2 separate regions of the Bos taurus genome follow, and region 2 is linked to region 1. The links are chromatin contacts, called in public Hi-C maps. All regions are on one chromosome and are shown on one strand. The core of a region is the stretch at or near the end of the contact, and the rest is flanking DNA. Distances in the headings are between cores, read along the strand shown.

Region 1 (4,838 bases), core at 1,105-3,604:
AACGTCAGGGTGTGTCAAGGAGATCAACAAGCCTGGGGCAAACAGACGTAGCCCATGGGACATCCAGGGGAGCCCGTGTCGTCTGACTTGGGCTGAGCATGGAGATACTCCTCCTCCAGCCCCGGGGACCAGAATGGACACGGGTCACTCAAGGGTGATTGAGAGTAGAGGGCTTGTGTGCAGGTGTGAGAGAAGGTCAGCCATAAACAGAGGAGAGAGAGAGACCGCTCATGCCTCACCCAGGCTGCCTTCACGTTTCACCAGGACTCCTGCAGGAGCTTCCAGAACCATCTTCCTGTGTTTACCTTGAGGCACTGCCCTGCCCCCACCCGTCTATTCCCCATGGGGCTAGAATGACCCTTAAAAATATTGACCTTAGCAGCACCTGCCTCCAGCTCTTCCCTGGCACCTATGACTCTGAGCACAGATGCCCAAAGCCTCCCAGTGTAATAGGGGTGGGGTCCTACAGCCGTTAGCTCGAGCCAGTTAGGAGATTATTCGCAGGAGACCTGGGAGCAGGGTAGTTACAGGTCCCACCCCACCAACAGTCAGCCTGGCAGCAGTGTCCTCTCAACGCGGAGTGTGGTAAGAGGGGGATGGCCGCCTTCTCCCCGGCCCTCCAGGCCTTCCAGCCCCAGGCCTGAAGGGTGGGGGACAGGCTGAGGACGGTGACCGGCAGGGCTCCAGAGCCCTTGCTTGGCCGCCCACTGGCCGGGCCCACCTTTGGGAAGACAGTGAACCTCTCATCCATCCCCACCTCTGAGACCTGAGGTGGTGGAGGTCTCCATGGGTCCCAGTCCACAGAGGCCTCAGCAACTGGAGTAAGTGGACACTGTCATTAAGGTGACAGATTTAACCAGCTTCAGTCACTCCATTCAAGTTCCAAGAACTGGTCCAGCTGAGGTCAGTTGTCAACCCCAAGGAGGTGCCAGAGGTCAGGGTTAAGTGGCAAGGACATTGCACAGCATCGCTTCAGGTCTACTCTGTAGTGGGGGCTGTTCTCTAAGAAGGGCAACAGCTGGGGGCTAGGGATTAACCTGAAGGGCATTTGCTACAACACATGTCCCTATGGATCCCATGCAACAATCTCTTCATGTTAAATGTGAAGCCTGAGGGACAGCTGGGTCTGGGTGCCTGGCTCCCTCAGTGATGACAGCTGGACAGGGCCTAGGGACCTGATGGTGTTGTCAGCTGAAATCTGCCTTCTTATCGGGGCCTGGGCATTGGTGGGAGGACCCAGACTGGGTGCTGGAAGAAGGCTCCTGGGCAGCGTAACCGGCCCATACAGGACCTTTTCCTCTTAGATAGGGCCTGGACCTCAGAGAGTGAAAGTTGAGCCTTGAGAATTTGCCCTTTCTTGTCTGAACAGAAAATAACATTTCTATTGTGGAGGTTTTGACAAACATCATGAGCTGACAGTGACCTGACCTTAAGAACAAAGGATCTGACAACAAGAAGTTTGCAAAAACTAACCACTCCCCTCCCACATCTTTACTGTCCAAGGGCTTTGCTGAGAGATTTCGGGGACTTCAGGATGTTTAAGGAATGAGCTACTTCTCATCTCCTTGCATGGCCCAGCAATAAACCTTTCTGGGCCCCAAAACTCTGATGTTTTGCTGTTGTTTGGCTCACAGTATGTCAGGCTCTCGGACTTGCATTCTGTAACACATGAAGCCCAAAGTATTCTTCTGGACCCTGGGGTCCCCCAAGGGCAAAGCTAGATGGACCCTGGGGTCCCCCGAGGGCAAAGCTAGATGCCATGTGGAGCCCTATACCATGGCCACAGATACAGAGCTCCACACCAAGGTCATCTCCCAAACTGACTGTGCCCCATAGCAACCGTTGATCTAAACTGGCCAGCTCCCTGACCCCATAGTAGGTTAAAAAAAAAAAACCTCACCCTAATGAATCACCTAATGCCACCCTTCCAGCAGGAATTTTCTTTATGTTGAGGCTATAAAAATTGGCCACTGGCCCACAAAGAGCATCAAGCACGTCGGCTGTCCCTGGTCCATCAGGTAGTCTGCCCACTGTCTGAGCAGCGCTCCTCACTCCCCTCTGCCCTTGGTTCCCAATACTCTCTTCTAAATACCCTGTATCTGGAAATTCTTTCCAACCCTCACACAATCACATTTTTGTGGCCCATATGGGGACTCAGAGGCTTTAGCAGCAGCCCCGTCTTCTCCCCACCAGAGGGCAGTAGCGCCCTCCCCACTTGTGACAACCAGAAATGTCTCCAGACATCCTGGAACATCTGCTGGGTGGGTGGGGATTGGGGTGGGTGGTGACACAGTTCCCTGGGTGAGGTCACACCACTGGATCTTAGCTCTGGAAAAAACCCTGGGAGCGAGGTCAGGACTGTGGGCAGGGAGGTTGGCCGGCCCTCACCTGGAGGTGCTGACCATGACCCTCGCCCCACAGGGCCTTCGCCAAGCAGCCGCAGCAGCTGACGGCCACGAAGGTCCTGCAGAGGAACTGAGCCGCCTACCTCAAGCTGCACAAGCAGTGGTGGCGACTCTTCACCAAGGTGGGTCTGGAGGGGCTCCGCGTGGCACAGGGACGAGCAAGCCTCACGCTGGCCTCCTGCGGGGCTCAGGCCCCGGGGCTGGCACTTTGCCCTTGTGTTCCCGTGCCCAGAACTTGAGCCGGGTATGGTCCTGCCCTGAGGATTGAGCTGGGGCATGTGTCCAGCATGGATGGCCGAGGTGCTGTCGACCCGAGTCCCCACGTCAGCTCCACGTAGAGACAGCACTGCCTACTCAGGAAATTTGGCTCGGGATCTGCGTCTAACTAGGTCCTCCCTAGGCTTTACAAACATCCCTTTATTATTAAAGTGTGTCAGGCTGCTTTGTTCATAAAAAATAATCTGTGTTAGTTGCAAATTTTTTTAATTTTTAGATTTTTAATTAAAAAAAAAAACTTTCTTTTCTCCTCTTCCTGTAAAAATGGTAAAATTCCTAGTTTTTATCACTGTCCTTCCATGTCTGCACCCTTCAGTAGCTCAGCTGGTAGAGCAGAGGACTGTACAGATGGTTAGCTGCTGTCATCCTTAGGTAGCTGGTTGGATTCTGGCTCAGAAGAAGTGGTTCAAGTTTTGGGCTTCATTGGTGGCTCAGCTGGTAAGGAATCTGCCTGCAATGAGGGAGACCTGGGTTTCTATCCCTGGGTTGGGAAGATCCCCTGGAGAAGGGAACGGCTACCCACTCCAGTATTCTGGCCTGGAGAATTCCAAGGACTGTATAGTCCACGGGGTCGCAAAGAGTCGGACAGGACTGAGTGACTTTCACTTTCACTTCCACGTCTAGAAGAGCGTAGCTCGTCCTACCAGGTCTACACTGGTGGCTCAATTTCCCTGTATTCCTCACTGTTTGGTATAGGCTGCGTTTAGACTTATTTACGGCAAAGAAGGTATGTTTTGCACCTGGGCAGCAGGCCTGCATGCCAGCCCCTGGGTCACTGTTTGGCCGGCCTAGTTGCTCAGGGGAGCTGCAGGCTCCTAGACCAAACGCTTGCCAGGCCTCCAGCTGCTGACCCGTCCAGCCTCCAAGCAGGTACACTTTCGGGCCCTAGGAAGGGAGCAGCAGGAGGTGATGGGAGAGGTGGGAGCCAGCACTGGAGCTGGGTGCTGCTTCCTGTCAGCAGGGGCCCACTCCTATAGAAGTTCTGGGGGGCCTTCCCCTCCTCTCCCAGCTGGTGGTGGCTGCAGCGTTTCTTGGCTGTGGCTGCACCCCTCCATTCTGCCCCCGTTTCTTCGTGGACTTCTCTCCCTACTCTCTGCTGTCTCTGTGTGTCTTACAAGGATGCTAGTTGATTTAGGGCCTACTCAGATAAGCCATAATGCTCTCATTACAAGATGTTTCACTTGAAGGGTTTTCAGAGACCCTTTTCCACATAAGGTCCCATACACAGTTGCAGAGATTAGGTCGTGGATGTACTTTTTGGGGAGCTATCATTTAACTCACTACAGGACCCACAAATATCAGTTCTCCCCCTTAAGGTCCTCTGGACTGATGTTCACCTTATGCAGGAGAAGTGCTGGAGGGTGCCCATGTCTGCCCACCAAGGGGGAGGGAGCAGTCCCCAGGGCTGCCTGAACGCCCACCATGCATGAGAACCCAGGGGCCACTGATCCCAGAGTCCCTTGTGGAAGGGAGGGGTCCTTGCTCCCTTTCCAGCTGCCCATGTGTGTCCGTGGAGCCTAAATGCTAATGCCCCTCCTTGTCCAGCCTCTCTTGTTCCCCCTGCTCGTCCCTCCTCACTGCTGGCCCCTGAGGTGGACCATGCACCCTGGTCCCAGCAAGTGCTCACCTCTTCACTTGCCTCCACTGAGCTGTCGACTTTCCCACTGGTCTCTGATTCCTGGCATTAGCAATCCCCTCATCCCTAATTTCATAGTTGCTTATTTTTCCAAATAACTCCCAAGTTTCCTCCCAGACTATGGTTGTGAATGCAAAACTAGAAATGTCTATGTTAATTTTCTGGCTGTGGTCCCCTGGTGTGATGGTGAGATGCTCAGAGGGGCACCATGAAGGGATAAATAAATATAAGAGCAAGTGAGATCACATCCGATGCTGTGTCCCAGCATCTCCCCTCTATATGCCAGCAACAGGCATTTAGAGACAGAGGATGACGTGGTGGTCAATGAACTTTGTTCTCTGATTGTTGGGCAAATAAAAAGGCTTTAGCTTCCTATTAAGGTTTTATAAAACACTACAGTGAGATCAATCTAGAGAGATCAACAGAAAAGATGACACTGATTCTGTTTTTTGAATAATTTTTCAACAGTGACCAGGTAATATCTTTTAGATTTTTTCCTGCGAAAATGTCATACTTTTTTC
Region 2 (4,838 bases), core at 1,449-3,948, 40 kb after region 1:
AAGAATACTGGAGTGGGTAACCTATCCCTTCTACAGGAGATCTTCCTGACCTGGGAATCAAACTGGGGTCTCCTGCATTCCAGGCAGATCCTTTACCAGCTTAGCTACAAGGGAAGCCCACAGAGTAGGTGCTCAATGTTAACTTTTAAAATAAGCTTTTTGGGAAGAGACAGGGGCCAAGGTCCTTTCTCCTGGTGATGAAAACCAGATGGGACCCTATTTAGGATAAGTTGGAAAATCCTGACACCATCACTTTGTGTTCCTGGGGATTCTGACTAGAGTGCTTTCATTCCCCATCTTAGGGATTGTACCAACCTTGCAGGATCCTGCTGGCCCATACAGCAGAGAGGCTGGAGAGGAACTGGATGGAGCTGGTGGGGTCCTGGCTCTAGCCCTGCCCAGCTCTGGGGCTCTGGGCTTATGTCTTGGAGCCCCAGATCTGTCCTGTGTCCAATGGGAATAGCAATTCAATCTGATGGATTGTGGTGGTGGCGTCAGAGTGAACTGCAGGGTCAGAGGTAGGGAACCAAATGGAATCATCTCGTCCAAAGGCCCAGGGAGGCCTGGACCAGGGTCAGACCCAGGGGTAACGGTGGAGCAGAGGGTCCAGGTTGGAGGACAAGTAGGCAGGCTTGGGCAGCAGGGCCAGGACTAGAGTGAGGAGAGTGGGCCCCGAGGACACAGAACTGAAGGGACTGTGACCCTAGCAGAGGTCCCCTGAGTTGGGGTGGGGGGGGCGGGCATTTCTTCCCTCCCTGACAGGATCCCCTCATGCTGGGCTAGAGGGCCCTGGGTGACCATGTCTGCACACCCTGCCTGGGACCTGGCTTCTCATTCCATCTGGGACCCTCTTCTAATCTACATGGAGCCTCTCTGACAGTGGAAGGATGTGTGGCTCAGGGAGCCCTCCAGAGTCACAATGAGTGGCTGCGATTGTGTGTCATTTGAGGGATTCTCAGGAGCCTCACACATCCCCACCAGAGGAAAACACTTCCTCTACCATCTCTGCAAGTGCTGGTCTCTTCAAGCTCAGCCATTCAGATGGGTGTTTCCTCGAGTCTCTTGAATCTTTTGAGGTTCCATAAAGTTGTACATAGACTTGGAGGGCAGGTAGTTGAAGTTGTCACAGATAAAGTGTGAGTTAGACTGATGATCCCTGAGAAGTCAGGGTGCTGGGTGCTGGGTCAGGAGTCAGGGAGGTGGGCTGGAGAGTCCAAGGGAAACAGGCTCACAGCACATCTCCTGGTTCTCTGTCACTTGGGGCAGTGGATAGACTGAGTGACCTGCAACTGGGGAAGGCCAAGGTTACCAGGCTTGGGGGAGAGCAGATGCCAGGCAAAATGACCTTCAAGGGTCCTTATAGCTCTGAGTAATGTGTTTCAAAAAAATTCTATGTACACTGAGTTAGCCAATCTGTAAATTGCAAGGGCACAGTCCCCAGGACTGTCCTTACATTAGACACCAATGGCAAGTTTGGGGGTTCCCAAAGCTACTTGAAGGTCTGAGAATTCCCTAAAGGGATGCACAGAACTCACTGAAAGCTTCATGATCCCAGTTACAGTTTATTACAGGGAAGGATGAAGGTTCCCATCAGCCACAGGGCAGTCTGGGCGGGTTTCACACACGAAGCTTCCATTTTCATCAGGATGCATTACTGTCCTGGATTCAGTGTGTGGCAGGACACACGGAACACTGCCCACCAGGGACCCTCACCCTATTTAACAAAAAGTTATCCTGACCTGTTTTCTCCAGCCCCCACCCAGAGGTCAGACTAATGCCCTAGAGTTCAGCTCCTCCAGAGGTCAGAACTGATACCATGTGACCCAAAGCCCCATTACATCACTTTGTCGGACTGTCCAGTGTCTAAAGTCACAAGTGGAGGAGGACATTCCTATCAGCCAGAATAGTCTAGGGGCTTAAGGACCACTTTCCAGTAGCCAAGGGCAAAGAGCAGGTTGACTCCTCACTAGACACTGAGACCCTTGAATGAAGGTTTTCTCCTCCAATCCCACTTCTCTTTGTTTCTCTGTGGCGTTCCCACTCTAGAAACCCTTTGGAAGTGTTGGTGTTGACCTGCCTCTGAGGCATCTTTATCAAATACCTCTCTGAAGTTAAGCATATTCTAAGATGACCTTTGCCGATTTTTTTCCATGACTGAATAAAGTATATGGAGCGTCTACAATATCCAAACATGTTTAATGTTGAAAAACATTTTACATTTGTAAAATTCTTTCCTTGTGATTTGTAATAATATATCTGTGGTTTACGCAGGATAGCTCTTGTCAAGCCTATTTTATGGACTCCCTTGATGTTCACTGTTACAGGGAAGAGGCAAATGTACTATATGAATATCTGCTGGAGCTGAAAACAGACTTGGTAGAGGAGGACCAAGACAGGCCACAACAAGACCAGCTGGACAGGAAGAGGTTTTTGGAGGAATTTCCTCGGGTGAAACAGGAGCTGGAGGAGACCATAGCAAAGCTCCATGCGCTGGCAGACAAGGTCGACAAGGTGCACAGGGACTGCACCGTCACCAACGTGGTGGCCAGCTCTGCCGGCGCTGTGTCTGGCGTCCTGACCATCCTTGGCCTGGCTCTGGCACCCATGACAGCAGGCATCAGTCTGGGACTCTCGGCCACTGGGTTAGGGCTGGGAGCGGCGGCTGCTGTGACCAGTGTGTCCACCAGCATTGTGGAACACGTAAGCAGGTCATCAGCAGAAACCGAAGCCAGTCGCCTTGGGCCAATAGCTATCAATGAAGGGGAGGTGTTTGCAGAGGTTTTATGTAAGAGGACACCCCAGATCGTTTCCTCTACAAAGAACCTCATCCAAGCCTTGAAAGGCATTGGGAAAAATGTTCGTGCCATCAAGCTGGCCAAAGTCAACCCTCGCTTAGCATCCCACGCTAAGCGCTTCATGACTGTGGGGCAAGTCTCCGCCCGAAGCAGCAAGCAGGTGCAGAGAGCATTTGGAGGCACGGCTCTGGCAATGACCAAAAGCGCCCGGATCGTGGGTGCAGCTACGGCAGGTGCTGCCCTCCTGGTGGATGTGGCCTTCCTGGTGAAAGAGGCAAAGCACTTGCACGAAGGGGCAAAGACAGAGTCAGCGGAAAGGATGAGGCAGATGGCCAAGGAGCTGGAGAAGAAATTGGAAGAGCTCATCCGGACCTATGAGAGTCTGTAGGAGGGCTGGACTTGGCCCTTAGCAGGACAGTGTGGGAGCAGGGACATGTGTGGGGCCAAGAGAAGAAGGCACTGTGTTAGAGGGGAAGCAAGACAAAGAGGGGGAAACTGGGTGGTCTCCTGACTTGTTTTAGACTATTGTCTGGACTATGCCATTTTCCCAAAGGAAGAGAAATCCTTAAACCCTCTTGTATTCAAAACATGTCATTTTCTTCCCTAAATTCTCCCTCTTGGCTCAAGATGAATCACAAAGCTTCAAGTACCACTGTTCAAAAAGTATTTTTTAAAAATACAGAATAAGTGTCACCAATTTGTTCATGTCTCTAGATCTGTTTCCTCTGCGTTTATCTTTAAAAACCTTAATAGGAAACCAACACCTTTTTATTTGCCCAACAATCACATGATCAGGGAGCCTAGTTCATGACACCAGCCCTGACCTCTTGCTGTCCCTCCAACTGTCCTTTGTTGGCATGTAGAGGGGAGAGGCTGTGACACAGCGGCACGTATGACCTCTCTCGCTCTGATTTCTGCATCCTTCCATGGTGCCCCTCTGAGCGTTTCACCAAAGATCTATATCACCTCGAGGGGACCCCAGGAGGAAAACAAACAGAACTTTCTAGCGTCTGTGTTCCTTGAGTTTTCTACATTGAAGAGTGGTTGATTTCCAACATCATGTTAGTTTCAGGTATATAGTACAGTGATTCTGTTATGTATATATACAAAGAGTCAGATTCTTTTATCTTATAGGTTATTACAAAATACTGAGTATAGTTCCCTGTGCTATACGGTAAGTCCTTGTCAGTTATCTATTTTATATATAGTAGTGTTTATATGTTAATTCTAAACCTCTAATTTATCCCACCACACCCCTTCCCCTTCAGTAACCATAAATTTTTGATTAGTAGTAATTATTTGATGTTCTACTACATGTTTTTTTGTTTTTTTCCCAGAGGGGATTGGGGGTTGTTTCTTTTTTCAGCAAAAACTCCTCTACATCCTGTTTCCTCCTTTACCTCTTTGGGACAGCCCTGCAGAGCTCCCAAGAGACTGGCTCTTGGCCTGGTCTCAGTAAGGTCACTGAATTAATAGAAAGTAATTCTCAACTTTGAGGTTGTGCTTTTCTTCAGTGGACAGTACTGAGTGATGGATGGATTGATGGTGAGGAACTGGCTTCTGCAGCTGCGGGAGGGCCAGACAGGTGTGAAGTCTGCCAGCCAGGCTGTCTGCCTGGGACAGCAGAACTTTCAGGTCCAGGATGAATCTGCAGTCCAGGGCAGAATTTCCTCCTTTTGCCAGATCTTTAATGTAAACACTCCTGCAAGGAATCCTTTGCCTTTTAAGGCAGCATGTTCACAGATTTCCCGGATTAGGGTATGGACATCTCTGGAAAGCAGACAACAGCCCCTGAGTGGCCACCGCCCTTCCTATTCATTCATTCTCTCATTTTTCCCCACGTGGTCCACCTAAGGGCTAGGCCTGTGCTGAGGACTGGGGGCATAGAGGGTGGCCACCGTGGAGCCTGAGGCAGTCAGAGAAACAAATGGCTGCGGTACAGAGTGGAGGTTGGGTTCAGAAGACTTTGGGGACACGGTGGGCGGTACAATCTGGGAGGAGAGGACAGGAAGGCTGCCTTGTAAGGAGGGGGGAGCATGTCTG

Evidence for each region. Hi-C and Micro-C count contacts between places; a contact is called where the count stands out from the background.
Region 2: a Hi-C map of liver shows a contact between it and region 1, with 2.3 times the contacts expected there. The contact joins the enhancer-like site here to the promoter of LOC512905 in region 1. A contact is called at or near these places in 2 of 11 Hi-C or Micro-C datasets (liver and skeletal muscle).

The regions. Positions count from the first base shown.
Region 1 is chr5:74,667,489-74,672,326 of ARS-UCD2.0, forward strand. It overlaps LOC512905 (apolipoprotein L, 3), which reads left to right and starts at 2,355. Exons shown (of 5, transcript NM_001100351.1): 1 at 2,355-2,527.
Region 2 is chr5:74,707,478-74,712,315 of ARS-UCD2.0, forward strand. It overlaps LOC512905 (apolipoprotein L, 3), which reads left to right. Exons shown (of 5, transcript NM_001100351.1): 5 at 2,325-3,899. The coding sequence ends at 3,183. Among named protein-coding and RNA genes, the nearest start is that of MYH9, 96 kb to the right of the region's middle. Within about 2 kb of position 2,699, at least 2 of the 102 cell types and tissues checked have an H3K27ac peak or open chromatin away from gene starts, as enhancers often do. A contact at or near this core is called in liver, where this site is marked.